Regions from separate parts of the Gossypium raimondii genome. Here region 1 is linked to region 2. Evidence: chromatin contacts called from public Hi-C data. All regions are on one chromosome and are shown on one strand. The core of a region is the stretch at or near the end of the contact, and the rest is flanking DNA. Distances in the headings are between cores, read along the strand shown. Region 1 holds the start of LOC105774730 (protein BIG GRAIN 1-like B). Region 2 holds the start of LOC105773375 (thermospermine synthase ACAULIS5).

Evidence for each region. Hi-C and Micro-C count contacts between places; a contact is called where the count stands out from the background.
Region 1: a Hi-C map of leaf shows a contact between it and region 2, with 2.5 times the contacts expected there. The contact joins the promoter of LOC105774730 here to the promoter of LOC105773375 in region 2. A contact is called at or near these places in 2 of 2 Hi-C or Micro-C datasets (both in leaf).

What each region holds. Positions count from the first base shown.
Region 1 is chr6:16,702,912-16,707,742 of ASM2569854v1, forward strand. It overlaps LOC105774730 (protein BIG GRAIN 1-like B), which reads right to left and starts at 1,285. Exons shown (of 1, transcript XM_012597287.2): 1 at 1-1,285. The coding sequence starts at 1,025.
Region 2 is chr6:16,548,803-16,553,843 of ASM2569854v1, forward strand. It overlaps LOC105773375 (thermospermine synthase ACAULIS5), which reads left to right and starts at 1,550. Exons shown (of 10, transcript XM_012595188.2): 1 at 1,550-1,810; 2 at 1,944-2,010; 3 at 2,095-2,189; 4 at 2,302-2,404; 5 at 2,498-2,586; 6 at 2,670-2,826; 7 at 2,930-3,005; 8 at 3,091-3,149; 9 at 3,252-3,388; 10 at 3,464-3,785. The coding sequence starts at 1,653. The coding sequence ends at 3,542. It overlaps LOC105773373 (mechanosensitive ion channel protein 10), which reads right to left. Exons shown (of 7, transcript XM_012595185.2): 6 at 5,001-5,041; 7 at 4,212-4,526. The coding sequence ends at 5,040.

The DNA of each region.
Region 1 (4,831 bases), core at 35-2,534, 150 kb after region 2:
GAATCCCTTGAAATTAAATTGTTCTTTTTCTGGTTTAGATGATACTCTTTCAAAAACTCTCTGGCCATTTCTTCAACTCGCCTCGTCTTCTCCATTGCTTGAACCTTCATCTCCTCCTCGCGCTTCGTCGATGGCGATTTCCCTATTTTCCATGCATTCGAAACCGAAACCGACGGCAATTTCGACTTCGACCCTCGTTCTTCGTTTAAGCACTTTTGCCCGCACGGTCTACTGTCTTCGTCCACGATTACGCTCACGGGGCAGAACCTAACTGTTCTTTTAACCCCGTCACGCAACTTTTCTCGCCCCGGAGCCGAGTTCTTGCTTAGACATGACCTTGAAAACGATGAAGCTGAAGAACACGACGACACCTGCCCCGATGTTGTCGTTGTTGATGATGATGAACCCTTGGTTTTTTTCTTTGAATTGCCTGTCGTGAACAAAGAATTGATGAAACTTGCGAGACGGACACCTGGTGAAATCGGTTGTTGTTGTTGTTTCACTTTCTTTAAGTTGCCATAAATTTTCATGTCCGCCCTTTCTTCCATTCTCTCTCGTCCTCCTCCCCCTGTTTTGACAGGTTTCAGCCATGGTGGAACAAAACAGGATGAAGCTTTAGTTTTCGTTGTAGTACCGTAAATGGATTCAGTGTCAGATGATGAAAATGAAAAACCCCCAGAACTGGAATCAGATGAGATTGAAGTGGAACTAAAGAAAACACCATCATGATCAAGTTCATGGTCATGATCATGTTCATGATGTGATGATTTTCTTACAAACTCGGAAACAACCTGTTTCTTCTTCTTGTCTGCATTTGCCTTCTCACTAACCTTCTTTTCCATCCATTTCTCAATCAAACAAGCTCGCTGTAAACTCGACATTTTGGTACTTGTCTTCTGCATTGTCTCACTGTAGAACTTCATGTCTCCAACTTTGGTGTCGCCATCATCGATGGAACGATAGATTTTGTCAAGCAGCGTAGAAGAGAAAGATGGGTTTTCTCTCATTTTCTCATTTCTATGCATGGTTTCTCGTTTTCGGACAAGGAAGAGTTGTTTTCTTTTTTGTCTATGAAGAAGGGTTCAAAAGCTGCAAAATAAAGAGGAAAACACACACACACAGAGGTTTATGTCTGAAACAGGAAACGAATCACTGTTTCTAGATTTTGTTTGGGTACTGTTGGAATTTGGAAATGAAAGAAACGAAACAAAAACATAAAACAGGGAAATTTGATGCTTTGTCTGAAGAGAAAGGGAAGGAACGCAAGAGAGTAAAGAAATTAAAATTGTGGATGCTTTGAAGATGGAGAAGAAAGGAACAGAAGCTTATCACTATATAATAAAAAGGTTGGTCAAATTCTGATTTTAGTCCCTGTACTGTTCTCATTTTAGAAATTTAGTTCTTATGGCATAATTTGTTCCTTAGTGTTATGTCATGTTTGATGAAGTATTGAATGTTTAAATTTCGTTGAGAAAATGTAAATATTAAATCTAAATGTGTTTGATAATTATGTTAAAATTTTATTTTAATATTTTTTCAAAAATGTGGGTTGAATAAAGTTTAAATATCTTTAAGTTAATTTTATTTTTAAAACTTATACTTGAAATGTTTTTTTCTTTATTTTTTAAAAAATAATATGTCTTAAATTTTATCCAAAATGTTTAAAAATAATATAAAATATTATATTACAAAGGTTAGAATTTAAAAAAATAGAATTATGAAATAAATAATAAATAATTTCAAAATCAAAATTTATTATTACCTAACAACGTAATTATATTAATACTTAATTTTTATCAATAAACTAAATTTATAATATAAATTCAGTATTTCAAATTTTAATTTATTAAATAATACTTTGGTCGAAGTCACTAACATTGAGGATTAAATTATGTGAAATTTAAGGTATAAAGATTAAAATTTTAAATTTAAGTATAGCATATGGACTAAAATTAAAAGGTTTAATGCACATTTTAGTCCCTAAAATATATCATTTTCTCACTTTTGTTCTTAAAGTTTTTTGCCTACTCTAATCTCTCGAACTTCCCAATTCAATTCTTTGAACGATAAAATTTAACAGTTGAGATATTTAAGCAATCATATGTTGTCACCTAAAAACCTCTAAAATGAAAACAAATCACAAAAAATTATCAAAATTACTAAAAAATAAAATTAGAAAATTTACATAAAACTATAGAAAATATAAAAAATACTAAATTACTATTTTAAAAATATTAGAAATTTTAATATTTTTAAATTTTATAAAAATACATTTACTAGAACTTGAATACTAGATTGTTGTCTCTTTGAAGGATACCACCTATGATAATTATTTATAATTCAATTAATTGAAAGTTATAATTGGTAGATATTTTATGTGATAAATTTGGATAAAATTTTTAATTATTTAAATAATGAAAAATAATATTAGTTCAGTTCAAATTATATTTTAATTATTCCAAATACTTTATACTATCTAAAGATAAATTATCTGTTTGCAAATATATTTTTAAATGAAGTGTACATCTAAATATTATTATATACATTCGTTGCCTTAAAATATTTGAATTCAAATTATGTTTTGAATCATTAATATTTATATCACAATTACAAATCAAATGCCACTGATATTCGAATATGTCATCATTTTCCCTAAGTCCACCACGATTGTCCAATGGTTGACCATTCTAGATCACATTAGTATAAATAAAGAGAGCACGTACACGACGATAGAGAAAGGAAACTTACTCCAAACATTATATAAGGAACCTAAGTACTAAAAATGGATGTATTTTAAAATATTTAAAATTTGATATAAAATTTATTTATTCTCTTAAAATATTCTTAAAATAAAATTTTATATAAATTTTTACGATTTTAAAATTTTAATTTTTTACCATCTTTTATAATTTCAAATATTTAACAATTACTTATTTTTAGTTTTTTTAAAACTTATAACATATAAAATTATATAAATTTTTATATTTTTAAGATTTTAAAGGGTTTTCAGGATGATGGCATCATTGTGACATCAACGACACATGATAATTTATGATTAAGCGAATATTTAAAACGATATTTTTAATATTGGAAGGATTAAACCAAAAACATTTGATAACGTTAAGGATTGAAGTGAAAATTTAAGAATTGAAATGGGTATACTTTAGAAATAAAAGTGTGCATTAAGCGAAATTAAAATTTGACCTAAAAAGGTGTTTAGGTCTGAAGAGCCATGGAGCCAATGCCAGATTGTCATATGCCTACGTGGCACTTTTTTTTATATTTTTTCAATCCCAAGATTTTAACACTTTGAATCTTTTTTCTACTTTGAGAATTGAATTTATGGCCGTTTGATCATTGTAGGGAGGAAGAGAAGTCTCTGTGTCAGTCTTGGTGGGTCCATATGTTGGTTTGAGATGGAAATATTTTCTGGGTTTTTTAAATATAGTAATAAAATTCTTAATGGTTTTATTTTTCTTTTGGAGAAAAGAAAAATACTTCGAATTTGGTTGAAGTAATTTGTTGGAATCCAGGTTAGTATTTGGTTTTTTAGTCGTCTACACAACTCATGTGTTTATTTTTCTAGAATATTTTATTATATACGTCAACCCTTGATATTGATTGTGGAGTGAAGTCTAAAATTCAATTACCATATTTTCTCATATATCAAAACATCATTTTATTATTTCATTTGGTGGGTATGCACCATTCTTGGTTAAGCTTTTGGACTGTTATATATATTATATTTTTATTAATAAATTTAAAATGACTCATCAAAATATGTCAATATTAATACGCACCAATTTTAATAGAAAAGCCTTGAATTAGATGATTTTTTTTATATTTTAGAAAAGTATATAGGGAAGGCTCTCGTAAGCCACGTGTCCTTTTTTTTTGTTTGTGGGTTGTTAGTAAACGTCCGTTTCTGGACAGAAGGTTATTTACTTGGCAAAATAGACCCAATAATATTAGTTTTTTTTTTTTTAAAAAAAAAAACTATGGATGCCTATAATGATAACATGGAAAATGAATTTTATTGCTTAAGTTTTGGTTTGAATTAGACCTTAAATTTGAACGGAAAAAGAAGTAAATTAAACTCTCTAACTATACCTAAAATTAATGAAACGAAAATGAGAAAAGAAATAGAAGGATTGGAATTTCATATATGGATTGCCTATTTTAGAAGGGTGACGTAGGTGGATATTTTTTGTCAGTTTGAGTCACTAATTTCTTATATTGTTAACAATAATTATGTTGAATTTAAATTAGATTATAAATTTCGATGAGCTAAATCTAGTTATTAGCATATGCTCTTAAGGAGCGGAATTTAAGTTTTGGATTGAAAAAGAAAAAAGCTTTTAACCATGGAGGGAGCCTGCTATTTAGGCCTTTAATCATGAAATTTTCAACCAAATGTTTTTTGAAAATCAAAACCCAGAAGATAAGACAAATGTGCATGCCTAATTGCCTCCCTTAACACTGTCATACTTTGCTTCAAATATTATATATATTTATATAAACTTTAATAAACTTATACTACATTTAGTTTCAAGATGACCAAATATTGTATTATTATGTAATTATACTATATCAAAACATTTTAAATAATGTGAGAATATTCAATGCGCTGAAAGTGGTCATTAAATAATAATTAAAATATAGTGGAACATTTATAAATAAAATTTATTAACTTTATTTATAATTAAATAATAATTATTTATAAATAAATGTTAAAATCCTAGACCCTACCTTTAGACTCAAGATCTTAATTTCGAGAGTTATTAATATTTATTTATAATAATTATACATATAAAGATAAAAGTTTTATATA
Region 2 (5,041 bases), core at 300-2,799:
AAATTTTTATTTTTAAATATATGGACTAAATTTCAAACTTCATTAAAATATAGAGATTGATGCATATTTAACTTTTATAAATTTATTAGTAGACCCAAACCGATAACTACCCTCTAATAGTTGACTTCTAAACCTTTCGAGGGCTTGTAGCTACTCTCTCCCAATAATGTTATTTTAACATTTAAACTTAAATTTACTCTTTGGAAATACAATATGTTTTATCACGTGTCCAACACTTTTTGATAATAACAATGTAAAAGGTATTAACAAAATTCATGAAAACTACCATTACTTTATTTGGAACAATTAATAAAATTATCAAAATATGTATCTAACAATAATATTGTTAGAGTTGTGTGACCCGAATCATTGTTAAAATAAAAGACAATGGCAAAACTAGGGGATCTTGTTAAAATAACAGTAACATTACTCGGACTATGTTGCATGAGTAGAATCCGTATAGAACTACACTTCTTTTATTTGGCACTGATTAGAATAAGGTTTTTCAACCTTTAAATAGATGTAATCGAACTCTTCCTGTATTATTCAATTTTCAACATTAGTGAATTTTTTTCTCCTCTACTCGTGATTTTTTCTCGAAAGGATTTCCATGTAAAATCTGTGTGTTTTATTTTTCTTTCTTATCGTTTTACGATATTTTATATTGTTATTATCGACGTTCAGTTTTAACAAACATCATAAAAAAATAAAAGAATCAAACTGTATCAAATTAAAGAGATTAAATTGTAAATTTCAACATAAACAAAAGGGACTAAAATCAAAATTAGACCCCAAAAATCCCCTCATGGTTTGAGTATTGTGCTGGTGAATGAGGAAAAGGACAAAAGGTTGGCTAAAAAGGGAAAACATTTAATCCAAAAATACACAAAGTATCACCACTTTTTAACTCGCTTAGTGGACCCCCTTCCAAAAAGAAAAACCTTTCTTAGTGGACCCCATCATTTCCCCTAACCAAAAAATAAAAACACAGTGCCACATGTACTTTTATCCACGTGTCAGTATAGTGGAAGACCACATGTACAAGATGGGGCCCACGTAACCCACGCGGACATATATTCCCGGTTTTCATCCTTTTTCATTGTATCCGCCAAACCTATAGGGGGTAGATAATATCATATGCATGCGCATGCTTTTCCTTTCAAAATTCTAGAATGACAGTCAATCTCTGGGAAATTTCACCCAATCTAACTTTAGATGCCAACACATGGCCGTGGAGGCCTCCAAAAAAGGAGAAAAAATAATATCTCTTGGTATTTTCATTATACTGCCAATGCCAGCTTAGAACATCACTAGGAAACAACCTTTGGTGGGTTGTCACCATTGATGAGGTTACCATTTTCATGAACCAATGTAGTACCATGATAATTGGCGTGAGGAACAGAAAATCCGTGGGACTGTCTGTGACAGAATCATTGCCCGTGTTAGCCAAAACCCATAATTATCTACAAGATTATATCTTTCTTTTAAAAAAAATAAAAAATTCTTGGGTTTCTAGTGTGTTAAAAGTGCTATAAAAAGCACGTAGCCCTGGTGTTACCATCCTCACACTTTGCCACCTCTTGCTCAATCTTCTGTTTATCTTATCTTGTTTTGTTTCAAGTTTTTCTCTTTTGTTTTTAGGTTATTCGATAATGGGTGAGGCTGTTGAGATCTTTTATCCAAATGGTTTCTCTAAAATCTGTAATGGAACAACAAAGAACCAACCACCTGTTGATGAGACTCGCCAGTTTGATTCTTGGTATGAAGAGGAAATTGATGAGGATCTCAAATGGTCCTTCGCTTTGAAAAGGTTTTACCCTAATCTTTCTTCATTATATGCACATTACTCAAAACATGATAAAAGCAAACAACTTTGGGTTTTTCTTTGACTCATAATTCAGTATCTTAAACCAACTCTCATCTCTTTGTATCTCTCTTAACAGTGTACTGTATAAAGGTTCTAGTGAGTATCAAGATATAGCCCTTTTGGACACTAAACGTTTTGGCAAGGTATACCTATAGGCATTCATTGTTTTGTTTCATCCTTTTTTCAAGTTTTCTAATCTCCGATTGTTTGAATAATTGCATATGTAGGTATTGGTGATTGATGGGAAAATGCAAAGTGCCGAAGTTGATGAATTTATTTACCATGAATGCTTAATTCATCCAGCTCTTTTGTTCCACTCGAAGTGAGTCCTTTTTATTATTATTATTTTTGGTGGCTAGTCAATGTCTCTATGAGTACTCCATTTCCATTTATCTGTAAAGTAGTAACATATATTGTTCTTACCAATTGTGCAGCCCCAAAACTGTGTTTATAATGGGGGGAGGGGAAGGGTCTGCAGCAAGGGAAGCACTCAGGCATAAATTTATTGATGAAGTTGTAATGTGTGATATTGATGAGGTGAAATTCTTGGTCTCATTTTTTTAATATATATTTCCATTTACTTTTTCTTTTTAGTGTTTGGAGGGCACCACTGATAATTTACAACTGCAGGAAGTGGTCAATTTCTGCCGCAGATACCTGACTGTGAACCGTGATGCATTTTGCAACAAAAAGCTTAACCTTGTTATCAATGATGCCAAGTAAGTATACTGAGCTTATTTGATGTCCATTTGCTTCAAAGGAATTTGAGCTAATTACTATATACTTGTGTATGAATATTAAGGGCTGAACTGGAGAAGAGGACTGAGAAATTTGATATCATAGTTGGAGATTTAGCAGATCCTGTTGAAGGAGGGCCTTGCTATCAACTTTATACAAAATCATTTTATGAGAAAATTCTTAAGCCCAAACTCAATGAAAATGGCATTTTTGTCACTCAGGTTGGTATTCCCCCGCGCCCCTTTTTCTTCTTGTGTAGGGTATATATACATGTAAGTCATAAACATAAGAATAAAAAACTAGAGATAAATTTCTATTCTATAGGCTGGCCCAGCTGGAATATTCACTCACAAGGAGGTCTTTTCCTCTATATACCACACAATCAGGCAGGTTTTCAAGTGTAAGTTCCTCAACCAACTCTTAAGATTCTATACAATAGATTGAATAATAAACAATAAATCATGGTTTTTTTTTTTCTTATGTAGATGTGTTGGCATACACAGCTCATGTGCCATCCTTTGCTGATACATGGGGATGGGTTATGGTATGAGAATTAATGTTCAAATTTGTGAAGTTGAATGGAGTAGAAGTCTTATATATATATCCCTTTTTCGCTTTGTTTTAACTTTGATTTGCATTAACATAGGCCTCGGATCAACCATTCTCCATTGGTGCTGAAGAAATTGACAAGAGGATTGCTGAAAGAGTAGATGGTGAATTACTCTACTTGAATGGCTCTTCATTCCTTTCCTCTGCAACCATGAACAAGACTGTTTATCTATCGTAAGTTCCACTGTTTGTTAGATTGTAATTTGTTGCCATTTTTAAAGCAAATTGAGATGGTTTGGTTGTTTTCAGGCTGTTGAACGAAACCCATGTCTACACTGAGGAAAATGCGAGATTTATACCAGGACATGGATTGGGTAACCACCTTTGAGGTTTGCAGGCCTTAATCTTGGGGAGAAGTTTGTTGTAAATAAAAGAAAAAAAGGGAAAGGTTGCAATTAAAAGATAGCATCAAAAAGACTTTTGCTTCAAACGAAATCAGTCATCAATTGTTGAAAGAAGTTGGTTTTTAATTTTTAAGACAATTTATGTGTTGGCTTTTGGGTTGTTTCACAGATTTGGATTACAATCGCATGAGAGCTTTTTATCTATATAATTTAAACAAGTTCCTCTACTCAAGCACTTACTTTCCCATCCCTTATTATCATTATTTTTCATGTTGCAATGCAGAGCTCATTGATTTTGTGAATCAAACATGTGCTACCAATATCTAAGAACAATGATTTATATAAAACATCAACGATTATACCAACTTTCTTTGTCCCCCTTATGCTGATGTGTACCAAAACCGTCTGGCAAAAAGGTTGCATTGGTAAAGAAAAAGAAATACCCAAAGGCAACTTCATATGATAACTGCAAAAAGGCTTTAAAATATACGTTAGAAAATTTATGATGACCTGAGGTGACCCCTTTATCCTGCAGCAAAATCCGGGTTTAATGGATAAGGTTTATATCCCACTTAGCCACTACGCACTGGATTTTGCTACACCAAATCCTCGCCATAATAAACTCGCTCAATTCTTAATAATGAAAACCAAACTTGATCCACAAGTTAACTCCACAAGTCCATTGATATAATACAAGCTTACATCCAAATTTGACTCTCTCTCTCTCTCTATCTATAGAATTATAATGAAAACAAAACTTGAGAGCATTGGTCTTAACTCCACAGGTTCATAGATATAATACAAGCTTACATATCAAATCTAACACAACCATATGTATATGTATATAGGCTGGAACTTGTCTTCTGCAATAATCATTTTCCCCTAATCCATGTTAGATTACAACTACAGGGCCCCATTGCCACTCTTAGCCAAGCTGCAATGATAGTAGTATCTGCTTGTTTCAGCCCCTAGTTGAAATAAAATCAAAGTGAGAATTGAGTATAATCATTTTCAAAGAGAGAAATAAAATAATTGCTTCATATTTGGTACGGGCATGCCAGGATGCTGTTTTCGGTAAACCATGGCCAAGAAGTTTCGATTCGGAATCAATAAGATGTGGTTACAACTACCTGCAATTTATGTTTCTCCCCTTTCTCAAACAACACAAGTGAGTGACCATTTAGTTCTGAAGTGGGGATTCTTATGAACAAGCTTCAACTGATTAAATCATCAAAATGTATTATTTGGAATAAGTAACAGGAGTCCAGAACAATCTAGAATTATTTATACAACTAATGCAAACTGACAAAGAGCATGCATATAAAGATAAGCTGAATACTAATGGTATGAAATGAATGCTGAGGCCTGAAAAGAGGGATTTGGTAACATTGAGAGTTGCATAAGTTCACCTTGTTGAAGAAGGATAGAAAGGGCATGCATACCTTGGATATAGAACATTGTTGAGCAACAAGCGGTAAGGATC